2 separate regions of the Zea mays genome follow, and region 2 is linked to region 1. A link is a contact called in public Hi-C data. All regions are on one chromosome and are shown on one strand. Each heading gives the region's core, a stretch centred on a gene start, on an enhancer-like site or on the middle of the called end of the contact. The rest is flanking DNA. Distances are from core to core; before and after follow the strand shown.

The links. A called contact is a pair of places that touch in the nucleus more often than the background predicts.
Region 2: a Hi-C map of leaf shows a contact between it and region 1, with 5 times the contacts expected there. The contact joins the promoter of LOC100191205 here to the promoter of LOC100283416 in region 1. A contact is called at or near these places in 3 of 25 Hi-C or Micro-C datasets (endosperm and leaf).

What each region holds. Positions count from the first base shown.
Region 1 is chr7:132,926,134-132,929,163 of Zm-B73-REFERENCE-NAM-5.0, reverse strand. LOC100283416 reads right to left here and starts at 1,530. Exons shown (of 2, transcript NM_001156317.1): 1 at 564-1,530. The coding sequence starts at 1,412. It overlaps LOC100283312 (carbonic anhydrase), which reads left to right and starts at 2,488. Exons shown (of 8, transcript NM_001412487.1): 1 at 2,488-2,828.
Region 2 is chr7:133,182,879-133,185,908 of Zm-B73-REFERENCE-NAM-5.0, reverse strand. It overlaps LOC100191205 (MADS box interactor-like), which reads right to left and starts at 1,518. Exons shown (of 6, transcript NM_001136640.1): 1 at 1,131-1,518. The coding sequence starts at 1,409.

The sequences.
Region 1 (3,030 bases), core at 281-2,780:
CCGTTCACAAATATATGACACCGTTGACTTTTTTCGAAAACTTTGATCACTCGTCTTATTCAAAATATTTATTAAAAATGTAAAATTTTAAGTCAAGCACAAACTACCTTAAGTGATAAAACAAATCTCATTATTTTTTTGAATAGAACGAGTGGTCAAAGTTTTTTTTAAAAATCAACGGTGTCATATATTGTGTCATATTTATGAACGGAGGGAGTATGTAGTATTGTAGTTCGGAAATTTAACTAGCTTGTTTAAACCAAATTCAGAACTACAAAGATAGCAACTTACAACATTGATACATTCAATTATTGCCAAGGATAAAGGGAATGCTAATCATACACTAGACGCTAGTGACCTGTGCCACTACAAGCAAACAGTTGTGAATGTATGAATAAATTGAGTGATGGATAAATTGAATAAACCGGTACACAATCTGCAACTCATTGACTGATTAAATCTATGCTGTTATGCATCACGATAGTCAGCCTCAGAGATTCATACAAAAGACAACATGTAAGCATTAACAAACAGGCCTATATTGATGCAGCAATGGCATTTACCATGTTGCGGAGCAGCAAAACTCGTGTTGGTTGCCCATCAAAGTTGACAGATCTCGGCTTCTTTTCTGGGGGCCTAGAACTGCTCTCGTCAACAATAACTCCTCCCCTCCTATCGGTCTTCTTGGCCACTAGTGGCGCGGTGATGCCCTGCTCTTGCTTGCCAAGCCCCTGACCTTCCTTCCATCCCATCTTGGCCATCATCCTCTGGGCAGCAGTCATCTGTCCGCCGGCACCCACACCCAACCCAGCAGAAGATGAGCTCCCAATGGCGAAGCCATCACCGTGAGGTGGGGACGATGGGGTTCTAGCAGCAGAACCGCTACCGCTCATCGCTGCCCTCCTCTTCCACGCCTCCTCGCCGGATATGTTGAGGGAGGAGGCCCTGGATTGGTAGTCCTTCTCCTCGCGCTCGCGGGCCTCCCTCTCCCGCTGCTCGCGTTCCCTCTCCCGATCTTGCTCCTCGCGGCGCCGCCTCTCAAGCTCCTTGTTCAGCTCAGCCTCCTTGGCGCGCCGGAGCTTGTCCTTCCGGTAGTCCTCGTAGTCGTTGGGCCTGGCAGGGTCGTACTCCTCCAGCACGGTGGACTGGACAGCGACGAACGCGGGCTGGAAGGAGGTGGCCGGGGCGGGTTCGGCGGCAACGACGGGGGGAGCGGGGATGTAGGTGGCTTTGGGCGGGCGCAGGTGCTGGTTCCGGAGAATAGATGGGGGTGGGGCGAAGGTGGTGGACGGCTTGCGGAGGGTGGGAGGCGCCATCTTGGTGGCGCTGGACCAAACGGAAGCCGTGGAGGCCTTGTCTTCATCGCCGGCCGACGACGGCGGCGGGAGGTCGCCGTACAGGCCGCCGAGCATCTTGCCCAATCTAGGGTTTGGCTGCTTGAGTGGGGGAGGGGATGCGATTCGGAGAAGTCGGCCCCGTTCGCTTCGATACACTTTGTTTATTCCAATTTCAGGTGGGTTAAAGTGTATTAGAATGTATTAGGATGAATTTTGTATTGCTATGTATTTAAACTGACTTAATATCACTCAGTCCACATGAATTAACGGTAAAATAAATAAACTTTACAATGTGATTGAAGTAAAGTATTTCAAAACTATAGTTTTAAAATACTACGGCTTTAAAATATCATGACACAATTGTAATATTTTTTATATTACTCTTAGTAATATGTGTTTGGCGACAGTATCTTAAACCATGACCCTTGGTTCTTTTTTATTTGTTACGGTTTAGTTCAAAAATGAAATAACAGACGACAAATATTCGAGAAAAAGTTAGGTTTATAGTGGAATTTTAAATATTTCAAAAATATTATGTAGAGTGTACTAGTACCGGATTGAAATTTCGAGGGATTGATTAAAATTCAGAAAAAAAGGGACCGGAAAGGAGATCTGATAGACAACAAATATCATGACATAATTGTAATATTTTTAAAATACACGCTTTAAAATATCATTACACAATTGTAATATTTTTTACATTACTTTTAGCAATATGTGTTTGACGACAGTATCTTAAACCATGACCCTTGGTTCTTTTTTATTTATTGTGGTTTAGTTTAAAAATGAAATAATAGACAACAAATTTTGAGAACGAAGTTAGTATTTAGTAAAAAAAAAGTTAGGTCTGTAGCGGAGTTTTAAATATTTCAAAAATATCATGTAGAGTGTACTAGTACCGGATTGAAATTTCGAGAGATTGATTAGAATTCAGAAAAAAGGACTGGAAAGGAGATCTGATAGACCACGTTTTTGGGTTTTCAAGGTTGCAATGCTGGATGTAGAGGTTGCCGCGGACGCGGACGTCTTTCTGCGCGTTTTTGTGTGGCCATGTTTTGGGGCTCGGTTGCGTGCCGGAATCGAAGAGTGTACTCCTGTACAGCTGAAGAAGATGGGCATGCCACTCATTGCCCGTGCCATATCTGGAGCAGTTGTCTTCCCTATAGAGCCAATCGCAAGCCTTGCTGCCATGGAAGTTGGGAGGGGAGCACGTGCCCAGGTGCCCGTCCAGGATCCACCACAACCGCCAGTGCCTTTTACAGGTCATGCCGCGGACGGCACTGCTTCGCCTTGCTGCAGCTTCGACGCGCGCGTCCTCGGCTCCCGCGGCGCGGCGGCTGTACTCGTCCTCACACTCACACGGACACGGCAGCGAGGAGCACGCGATCACTCGGGAGGATGAGCAGCTTCCACCGCCGCCCCACGGGCCGGACCCCGGCGTGCGGCGGCTGCCTCGTCGCCGTGGAGAGCATCGGTGAGCATGGATAGATAGTAAGCTTGCATTCGAGCACTTCTGCAGTTCTGCTCATGCGAATACCCAGTGTTTCTTTTCTGCACTTCTTCTTTCCCTCCTCGCCATTGCGATTGCGACCACATTCGTCTTCGTGGTGGCCGCAATTAGGGCTCCACGAAATACTCGTGGCTCGATAACTCGCTCGATTCGGTTCGTTTTAATTTTGTAGCGAGCAAGCTA
Region 2 (3,030 bases), core at 269-2,768, 260 kb before region 1:
GATCAGCTTCAGAACACAACAAACCATGTGGAAAATTATGTCTCTACTTTGTCACTCCAAAGGTTTCTATAAGGGCCATGACCATGAGGTCGTTCAGCCCACGTTCCAGATAGGAAGCTAGAGATACATATTAGGGATACTCTGCAGTCTGCAGACATGACTTCGCCTAAACTAACAACATACTGTTTTTGCAACATCTTGAAAAGATTTATTTACAACAATCAGGAACGTTCAAATATCTGATTCTGTGCCACTATTTCCGGACCCGGCACTGACTACTCGCTCCATTTTAAATTGTAAGTTGTTCTGTTTTCTCTACAAACCTTACTATTGCGATTCGTCTAAACATATATTTATATCTAGATACATATCTATAAAAAACAACAGAAGACTTAGAATTTGAAACAAAGTGAGTGCTAATAACATCACAACTGAATGGTAAATCTGCATCAAACTGGCAGTAATGCAAGTACACATAATGTTTCCTTTTCTCCTAAAATAATCAAAGGTGGACAAGAGCTCCCAACAAGGCAGTGACGACTGACGACAGATACCTTTTTAGTCTCACCACGGCACAGAAACAGTGATTAGAAGTAATTTCGAACTACGCATACACCTCAGGTCCCCAGATATTTAGCAAGTCTTTAGTTTTAGAGTGCGTTTGGCAGATCTCCACAGCTCCGTTCCCAACAAGAATCACTTTTATAGAGTCAATCGGTAAAAATCTGTACTCATCTATGGTAGGACTCCATGGTAGAAGTGGAGTGAATCTATTCTTTATTTTGTACTAGAAAGTGAGAATCAAAAAACATGTTTCCCACCCTACTCAACCTACTCCCTCCACTCTGGAATCACTTTATATCTTATTTGTCAAACGGTTTTAGTCAATAGATTTACTTAGAGAATCAGCTTTTGAAGCTAGAGAATCATGGAGTAGAGCTAACGAGCCCTTAGATTTTAGTTAGATTTTAGTGGCCAAACTTAAATTGTAGCTAATTCAGTTGAATTACGCAATTTACCAATTCAGTTACGCCTGTTGGAACTTATACTTAGGAAATCCAAATCCTGGTTCCTGGGACCCTCAACATCCCCAGAAGAGCTCGTGAGGGATCAAGCCGCCTCCTGCTCACCTGCGTCGTCTCGTAATCGGAGTCACTCGCAACCGACGACGTCGCCATGCCATCTCCATCGACACCAACATCGTCCTTGCGGTCCTCGGCCTCCGGCGAGGCTGCTGCGGTCTCCTCCGAGAGAGAGATGGCGAGATCAGCGTCGGCATCGCGCAGCATCTCAACAGCCCGCTGGACCTGCTCCAACAACTCCTCCAGCGCCCGCTTCGGCACCCTCCTTACCTCCGGCGACAACCGGCGCGCCACAGCCGGCGAGGAGGAGGTTGGTGAGGGCTCCATCGCGGGGACCGGATCCTGTATCCGGCGACGATGGCTACGCCGGATTGGAGAGGGACACGGAATCCCGCGGCCTACACGGAGAGGATGATTGGTTTGTTTGGGTTATCGTGGCGTAATAATAGCGTTGGGTTGCTCACATAAGCAACTAAGTGGGCCCCGTGTCATGGGTCCTACCTGTCGGTTGAGGCTGATATTTGACACGGGCACACGGGACACGGCTTAAGGTTACGGTGTTGGTTGTGACGAAGTTTAGATGGGCCGTCGCCCAACTAAGCAACCAGACTGAGGGAGGCCGTTCTGGGTTTCTGAAGCAGGCTTCATGGGCCAACAGCGCCAAACTGCGAATAGTATGGAATCCAAAACAAACTCATACCAAACTAAGTGCAACATAAAGTTTAACGAACACAGTCGGCTAGCCTGGACATTCCATCATCCGCACAAACCGAACCAGCCCAAAATGTTGCATCTTTTCCACCCACGCGCTACGTTAAACCTGTGGCTGCTATGGTTGGATCTTGGATGTGTTTGAAACAGTTCCTCAACTTCGTTTCGCTCTAAACGCTCTAGTTTCACTAAATTTGAATTTACAAAGACAGTGGACCTGGAGGACCGATTCACCATTTTAGTGGAGCTTAGGGCTGCTACACTAGAGGCTCTTCTGTATGTTCTCATGATGTCTGGTAAAAAATAACCATCAATATCATTAAGGATAGTAATAGACTCTAAATTTTACACTATAAAATTTAAGGATCAGTTTGAGGTCGGGCTCTATATCTATTCATTTTTAAACTAAAATTAGTTAAAGTCTCAAATAAATTATGAAAAAATAGTTGGATCATGATCCATTACCATCTCTAACTATCATAAATTATATTTTTCATCGTATTGATTCATTTTGTTTCCTTTTTATCTTTCCCATTCTCAAATACAAGGAGGTTGCTGACCATCTCTTTTCCTCCCGACGGTGCCAATAGGAACCCCCTCCACCCTCGGTTCAGGGGAGTCGTCCATGGCCAGACCTATTAGATTTGATCCTCCTCAACCTCTCCCACCTCCTTCTTCATCCATGTCCATACGGAAAATGGTATCTAGTGTTGGGCTATCGTGATAACTTTGGGCTATGACCATTAGCCATCTTCACCTCTTCTTCCCAGCGTGTAAGTGCAATTAACCTTTTTGAGGTTTTTGTGATCAAATGACAAAACAAATAATGATTCTAATAAGTGTGCTTCAAGTGTGTACTCAATTATCACCAGACCCAAAGGAGTACAATAGACAATGATGAGTGAAAAATGAAGCATATAACATAGTGGAATCACACAACCCTTCAATGACGTTCTATTTGATTCTCGTGGTTCCAAGCAATCAAAAAATTATATTGTATATTTTTTGAGTCATAGAAATCGCCATAATACTTAGAGGAATCCACGAAGGTAATGATGTTTGCATTATGCTAAAAAAAAAATCTCTACTTCAAAACTGATTTTCGAAACTTGGTATTTGGAGTGTGAAGTGTGATGTTCGACCTCCCCATAGTTCACTGGACTGAGATGCTCTCTGGTGCAAAGCGACTGAACTGGTTCAACCAGTTTTGGCTAGGAACCTCTCTAGTAAACAGTGG